Regions from separate parts of the Hordeum vulgare genome. Here region 2 is linked to region 1. A link is a contact called in public Hi-C data. All regions are on one chromosome and are shown on one strand. The core of a region is the stretch at or near the end of the contact, and the rest is flanking DNA. Distances in the headings are between cores, read along the strand shown.

Region 1 (4,020 bases), core at 410-2,909:
GAGCGTAGAGGGTGGAGCTGAAGTGCTTAGTCAAATAGACTGAAACCCATGTCCTGCAGAAAGAATAAAAGATCGTAAGCAAGGTGACAGTAATTCACACACAACTGCACATACTGTGACTAGACAGTGAAAGAATTGCATTCGTAAGGGCAATTGCATGCCAAACTCTAAAATAGCTACTTGCAATAACACTTAAACAATGAATTGAGTTTATGTTTGTGAGTTGCTTCATATAAGCAAAATCGAGCTAGAATAACATATGGGCAGCACTAAAGTAACTGGAAACCATTGCAAGCTAGAGAAACACTTACGTCATCAGATTCTTCCTTCTCTTCAACCTTCTCCTCCTTCTTTGACTCAGCAGCAGGTGCTGCGGCACCACCAGCTGCAGCAGCTGGAGCTCCCACAGCAATGGCACCCCCACCTGAAGGCACAGCGGCAAACTTCTCCCTTCCAGCTGCAATCACTTCTGTGATGTCCTTACCCTTGAGTTCAGCAAGAAGGAACTTAAGTTTTTCTTCATCAGCCTCAGCCCCAACTGTACAAGAGAACAGAAGTCATTATTTAGTGAAATGATACACAGATGGTATAAAATATTTTCATAAAAATTCCCCAGGTAATAAGCCTTTTTTGCTCTCACATTCTATCAAAGTACCAGATGTTTTGAGATGTAAACTTAATCACAACTAGCAGTAGGTTATTGTACAATTTAAACTTATAATGAATTAAAATTCAATGGACCCCACTGAAAAAATTATTGGATTTGTGTTCAGCAACAAAAGTAGACCATGCCAAATATACCAAACCATAAGAAAAGCTGGAAGCACTGTCTAAGTAAAAGCATCTGAACAACTACAACTTGCACCCAACAAAGTAGAATTACCTGATTCCAGGATGTTCTTGATGTCACCGGCAGTCGGGGAAGAGTTCCCACCCAGGTAGGCGAGCAGGTAGGCAGCGATCATCTTCATCGTGTAAACTACGAATTACCTGAAAACAGAAAGAGGCTTCGATATAAAATCAACAAATAGCAATTATCCCTAACTAAGAAATTTCAGATAGATAAACATTGGAGGGTTCAAGTATAGGGGATTATGCACATAAAAATTTCAATTATGCATTTATGCGTGAAAGGAAACTAATCAACATGACTCAACGGTGCATCTTAGATCCGAGACTTGGAAGCCCGAGGTTTCTTCACTAGAGATATTCAAATTTCGATCTTATGATACGCAATAATCCACGCACGAATAGATCCAAATGACCGGGCGTGTTTGTAAATGGGGAAATCCGAGGTCTAATGGGGGTATTCCTGAAATCTGATGCGAAAGGGCAAGCTAGAGACCTAGCAGAGCAGGAATTAAGCAAAAAACTATACAGCACATATCTAAGACGACCAATCAAGAACACATATCTCTAAATCCTACAAATAATTCCCCTACCAAAGAGACGTAGATACTCGCAGAACTACACAGGTTTCCACTAGGTGACAAGATCGTTGCAGGAGGGCGCTTGGCTACCGCAAAATTGACTGCGAAGAGGATGAGATTGGGGCAAAGCCTACCTCGGAGCTGCACAGGAGAAGCGTGGGGTCGGCGGCGGCGGAGGGTCGAGCGTTCTAGGGTTCTAGCCAAATGAGCCGAACCATTTCGCTTTTATATACGGCCAAGCGGGCCGAATCAGAGACCACTCGGCCTCTCGGAAGGCTCTGGATGGACCGGGATAGTCCCCCGAGGTCCAAACACAAGCCCACGGGCCACAATATCGCAGTTTACGGCTCAGAACCGCAGCACCCAATCAGTCCATATACTCCTAGACTCCTAGTAGTGATAAACAGTAAAATCAAAATTCTATTCGCTCAAAAACAAAATCAACGAAAGTACAGTTATCTCTGAAAAAAATCTACTCCTGGCGATGAACATTAAAATCAAAAGAAATATAAAAATAAAGAATTTTTTGGTACGAAAGATCCACAAGTTTTGCAAGTGTATCAAAAAATCCATGTCAATATGACATCATTCATAGGGGCAATGGACAAAAATAAGAGTTTTAAAAAGGGTTCAGGATTTTTTGTTTTGGCGCACTGGTTGTGTATTTTTGTCCCAGCTCCTCCTATGCCACATTGCCATGAAACTTTGTACGCCCATAGAAAACTTGCTCATCTTTAATGTATAACTATATATTTTGAATTCTTTCGCTATTTTATTTCATTTTATTGTTCAACCGGGATAAGACGTAATCATGTCCAGCTATGGATTTTCGGTCGCGAATCCTCCAGTAAATCAGTTATTGCGAACAGTATCCGGTATTCCCTATTTGACACTCTTTTCTTTAAGAAACTCCTATGTGAAACTCATTGCGTCGAACTTTAGGTAAATCCACATACCGCATGATTTGCCTTTGGGAACCTTCTAGAAGGACACTGTCTGGTTTCTTTTTTGTTCCTTTACTTTTTTTAAATGTTCATAATTATAAAAATGTATTTCTGTTCTTTAAAAATGTCCAAAAGACAAAAAAAACATTTTCAGATTTTTTTATTTACAAAAATGTTTCATATTTTCATAAAATATTCATATTTTATAAAATGCTCACAAGTTCAAAAATTGGTGTTTTTAAATGTATTATGAAAAATGTCACAGTTTTTCAAAATGAGCATATTTTTAAAAAATGTTCGCATTCAGAACATTAGTATTTCAAACAAATTTTAAAATTTTAAAATGTTAGCAATAGTAATTTAGTTCTCTATATCGCCATATGCAATGGTAGGCAGGGTATGACTCGATTCCGACTAACGACAGTTTGCCCGCCCCATGGGCCAGGCCACCCAAGACGCTTTCTGTGCTGCACCCTCCTATTTACCGCAAAGAACATCAAAGATCAGGTCCTGCGGTACTCGCCCTTCCCTAATATTCTCTCTGTTTTTTAATTTTTTTTTTAATATTTTACTAAACATTATATAAGGATTAAAATAAATGAATTTACAATTTAAAATATGTCTATATACATCAGTATGTAGTTCATAGTAAAATATTTTAAAAGACTTATAATTAGAAACGAAAGGATTATTTTCTAACATTGTATGGATATATTTTTTAAAGTATCATGAACATATTGTAAAATATGTGAACGCATTTTTAAATGACTTGAAAGTTCCTAAAATGTAGAAACATTTCTATAAAATCATGAGAAAACATATATATTCCATGAAGATTTTTGTAATACAGGGTCACCATTTTTAAAAACTAACAAAGCAATTTTCAGAATATATATAAAATACCATTTTCAGAATTTAAATATAATTTAAGGACAAATAATAAAAAAGGGAAGACGCAAGCCTCGGACTGGGAAAAAAAGAAGATACCTACTGGGGAAAAATAATTAAGGTACGTTTGAGTCGACCGAACCTACCGTCTCACCGCGTGTGAGATGTACACGCCCGTGTCCAAGGTTGGCAGTCCTACTCCACGCGTCTTTTTTTTCTTGCTGTACAATGCTATGGGACCTCGTATATGGTGCCATACGCGGCGGAATCCACCCGAGCGCGCACCATCCCCGCTTCCCCACACGCACCCTAGTGGACCAACCCGTGTGCGGGGCAGGGAGCCCCTTGGTTTTTCGTTTTTTGCTTTTTTCACTTTACATGTTTTTACATTTTTTAAAATAATTTGGGATTTCAGAAAAAACTTGTAAATCGCTGAATTATTCGTGAATTCAAAAATTGCTCATAATTTTCAAGATGATCGGGAAATAATGAATACTCATGTATTAAAAACAATTTTCACGATTTCAAGAATAATGCTCACAATATTAAAAAAATGTTTGCAATTTTTCAAAGATGTACAAAAAATTCAAAAAATGTTCGGTGTTTGAGAAGAATAAGTGAACTCAAATAATGTTCATCAAAAATTTAAAAGTTCCAAATTTTCAGAATTGACCCCAAATTTCAGAAAATGTTCATGCGTTCCAGAAAATGTACACAATTTCAAGAAATTGTCGTCAATTTTAAAAATCTTCCTGATT
Region 2 (4,188 bases), core at 875-3,374, 110 kb after region 1:
GCCTTTTGCTGTTATTAAATCTGCTCTTTCATCAATTACTACTTCACTGGCTATTGAGTACAAAACTTGAAAGGCAAGAAGCCTCTTAGAGATAAGATGAAAACATCATTTTCCTTTACCCCTTTTAACACTGGCCATTGAAATAGGGCCATCTCCAACGCAATGCCTTGTTGCGCTCGCAAATGCCCTGATGGATAGCATCTGAACTATGTTTGCATCAATCTTTTCTCTTGCGGGCAGAAAATTATTTTTTGATTAGAGATGAACACAAGAAGTTCCACCGTTCGTGTTCGTGCTCTCATACATGGAGAGGTCGTGCATACTGATGCAACAATCGCCTATAGGAACCAAAATTTTCTATCGGGGATCAAACTCACTGACCGTGCCCATAGAAACAACTACACATACCTTTCACTCCCTTAAATTTGACATGTTGTAGCAAGTAATTGCCATGCATTGGATCTGCATCCACCTTACCTCAAGGCGTCTGGTTTTTAAGCCTAAAAATCTAAAATCGAATATGTAACGGGATTCATCTTCATTCATGTTCTTGAAAGGAGGCAACAACTTTGCCTCATTAATTATTTAAAGAGAGAACATAGCTTTAGCGTGTGTTACAACATCTCACGAAAACGAAAAAAATCTACTCTCGTGGCAATGATTGTTCCCAAGTTCTTAGCACCCACGACAACCCAAGTAATCGTTTTAGTTTTGTGAGAAGAACCATTGATGGGGTGCTTTTTTGTGTCAAAAGATACCCGCATTTCTTTGATCTCAAATGTTGAAAGGTGAGCATATATAGTGAGGAAAGCCATGTCTTTTCTATTCGGGATGCCTATGTGGGTCAACCTACCCTTCTTCATTTCCTCGTATAGATTAGATTAGTTTGACCACCAACCAAATTTCGGTTAAAACCTAACCATCCACTTATGTTTTTATGTGCATAGCGGTGTTCCTAACATATAAAGTTCAGAGTAGTGACTCGAATCTCATTTTCTCAGCGAAAGTCGACTCCTTTTATGTGAAAGATGCAACAATTTGACTTATTTTATTAAGGAAGACTGGAGTGACAAAAATAAAAAAGTCTAACAAGTAAAGAGGTCTGGCCTGGTGTCGCTCCATGGCCACCATACCTTGCTCAACGACCACTTTGGTTTCTGGTGGGCATCCTCCTGCTTCAACACTTGAAGACCCTTTCGATGTGGCCTTTCCTCGGTCATCATCCTGACGGCATTGAAGATTTAAAAACATCGCAACAACTATAACTTTGATGCTGCTCGACCTTCATCGTTCATTAGGTGTAAGCTATCTAGAAAAAAAATGCGCAATGCTAGGCTAGGCCATATCATCCCTGAGAGATAGACCCTTGGTTATAGTGTTAAACAACCCTCTTTTGTCTACTCGGAGCATTACCCTCACGTCTCTACGGGTCGTGTGATGTAATCTACTCCCTCCGTTCTTAAATATAAGTCTTTTAAGATATTTCATTCACTAGGAGTCTACATACGAAGCAAAATAAGTGAATATATACTCTAAAGTATGTCTATATACATTCGTATGTAGTTTATTAATGAAATCTCTAAAAAAACTTATATTTAGGAACGGAGGGAGTAAATCCGTTCTCGTTATTCCATTCTTCTATCTACGAAAATAAACGCATGTTTTACGTATTGTGAAGGAAGAATCTATGTTAACTGAGACCATCTGACGCGGTGCGTATTGGATTCGTTTGCCACATATTCCCCGTGGAAGCCGGCACCGTCAATTCCGACCCGTGAGCGTGAGCGTGAGCATGACACAAGTCACACGCATAGCAGAGGATCTGGGCAGAAAAAGGAAAGGCCCGTGTCCGCGTCGGGCGCAAGAGGCATCACATTTCCCTCTCCCAGGAGAGAATAAGTGGACAAAAGAGACGATCGCTCACAGCGTACAGGACGGAAGGGACGAAAACCAAATTAAATGCGTCCCCCCACTCGATCGTGATGGAGATCTAGGTAGCAATCCGCTTGCCGGCGGGCGCGATCACTCGATCCACCCGCGACACGATCCACATCGTCCCGCTATCGGACGTTGCTGTCCTGACACGACCGCGCCGATCGACCGATCCACCCCCCAGGAATCGCCCGCGTGGTGCGCTGGCCACTCCATCCATATCCGCTGGCTGCTGGACGGGTCCAGTGTCTCCACCCGTATTCCTTGGTGCAGCTCGCTGTTCATGAACGACGTCCAGTGCAGGGCCTGCGTCGCGAACCGTGCGATATACTACTATGCATGTGGTTTTCTAAAACCGCCGGAACTGGTCAAGGCGCAGCAACTTTGTGCCCTACAAAGATGGTCTCCCGCGACGACGATCGACGACGACGACGGCGGCCATGGGCGCACGCGCGCGGTCGGCCGAGCCCCGAACGTGCCGTGCGCGTGGCCCCCGGCCGTGGACACGAACCACTGTAGTTCCACAGGGAAGGCATACGGTTTCTCAGGGTCATCTGAACCCCGCCGGACGGCATGTACGACGCCAATTATGAGAACGGACAGAGCTCGTGCGGTACGTGCGCACCGCGGACGCGTAGGGTCGGTGTTGGCTCGAGCCGTTGAAGGTGTGCGTTTAACAGTGTTTGGACGCGTAGGCGTGTCCGATTCCTCATCGCCTGATGTGCCGTACTATGTACTAGGAAGAAGGTGGCGCCTCGCTGTTGTTTCAGCCCGTCGCATGCGCGGCCTGGACCATCCATCTATCTGCCCTGCTGGTGCGAGATGAGATCGGTGGCGCCACGGCGGACGACGGTGAAGCGTGGGCCCCTGGACCATGTGCGATGCGATCCGTGCGGTTGACCGATGAACAGTGGCAACGGTGGGTAATTTCCATCTAGCTCCGGCTTCAAGAATAGAAAAATTTGATAGAAATAATCTATTTGATTGGTTGAAGGGGAAGAAATGAAGGGGTATCCACTTACTGGTGGCAGTGGTGACTAATTTCCCCCAACTCCAGCTTTTAGAGTTTTTTTAGAGCACCCTTTGAGGAGCTTCATAAAAACTTTAAAGTTCTACCCCAGATTCTAGTTTTTTTCAGAGCAGCATATCGTGGAGCTATTCCATTTGGCTTCTCTTTTCTGGAGCACAGATGAATTTTGTGAAGCAGAGCAGTCCTAAACAGGCTCAATGTTCGAAATCTAAAATAATAATAAAGTACGAAAACTTCATATGTTTGAATGCCCATGAACTCAAAAAATGTTCACAAGTCTGGAAATAAATTCAAAAATACAAAATATTCAGAAATTTGAAAAATCTTTAAGAGTTTAGTCGCAAACTAAAACAATGTTCGCGAATTTGAAAAGGTTTCTTGCATTTGAAAAAAAATATATCATGAATTCCAACTTTTTTTTTGAATATTAAAAATTGTTCATGAATTTGACAAAAGATCATGAACTCAAAATATGAAAAAATGTCCACAAACTCAAAAAATGTTCGCAAATTTACAAAGTGTTCATGAATATGAAAAATGTCCACGAGTTTGAAAATCATTTGCGAACTTGAACAAACATGACAAATTCAAAGTATGTTCACGAAGTCAAAAGATATTTGCAAATTTGAATTAGTTTTCATGATGTTTTTGAAAACCTTAGGCTCTGTTTGGAAGCAATGTTTTATTAAACCTCGGTATTTTGATACTACAGTTTTTTTATACTAATAACAACGAAAACTATAGTTTATGAAAGCAACAGTTTTTTTTAAGTAATCTGAAAACAATGACATGTTTGGCAATCAAAGTATACAATGTCGTAATAGGCCACCGCTAAGACAAAGCTTTTGTGGCGTTTCTTAGTTTTTTAAAAAGAGGTCCCGACATATTTCTTTTAATACTGCAAAAATATTGCAGTTTTGCAAATTTTGTTGTTTATAATACTACAATTTTAGCTAGAGCCAAACACCTCAAAGTATTTAAAACCATAGTATTTTGAAAAACTATAGTATTCTTCGAATACTTTAAAAATACTTTGCAACCAAACACAACCTTAACAAGTTTGAAGGATATTCATGAATTCTAAAAAAGTTTACGAAGTTCAAAAATGTTCAAAATATATTTAAGATAAATGGACCATGTATTGTAAATGCTCAATGTATATTCAAAAAAATACACCAAAGTAGATATGTAATGTTTAAAAAACAATGTGGTAATAAATAGTGAAA

Evidence for each region. A called contact is a pair of places that touch in the nucleus more often than the background predicts.
Region 2: a Hi-C map of seedling shows a contact between it and region 1, with 5 times the contacts expected there. The contact joins the enhancer-like site here to the promoter of LOC123446135 in region 1. A contact is called at or near these places in 4 of 6 Hi-C or Micro-C datasets (leaf and seedling) and 1 of 1 datasets of contacts at active chromatin or transcription factors (embryo).

The regions. Positions count from the first base shown.
Region 1 is chr1H:468,619,462-468,623,481 of MorexV3_pseudomolecules_assembly, forward strand. It overlaps LOC123446135 (60S acidic ribosomal protein P2B-like), which reads right to left and starts at 1,660. Exons shown (of 4, transcript XM_045122835.1): 1 at 1,565-1,660; 2 at 884-990; 3 at 312-538; 4 at 1-53. The coding sequence starts at 971. The coding sequence ends at 27.
Region 2 is chr1H:468,732,462-468,736,649 of MorexV3_pseudomolecules_assembly, forward strand. No RefSeq gene overlaps it. Among protein-coding and RNA genes, the nearest start is that of LOC123415338, 7.4 kb to the left of the region's middle. Within about 2 kb of position 2,125, at least 3 of the 3 cell types and tissues checked have open chromatin away from gene starts, as enhancers often do. A contact at or near this core is called in leaf and seedling, where this site is marked.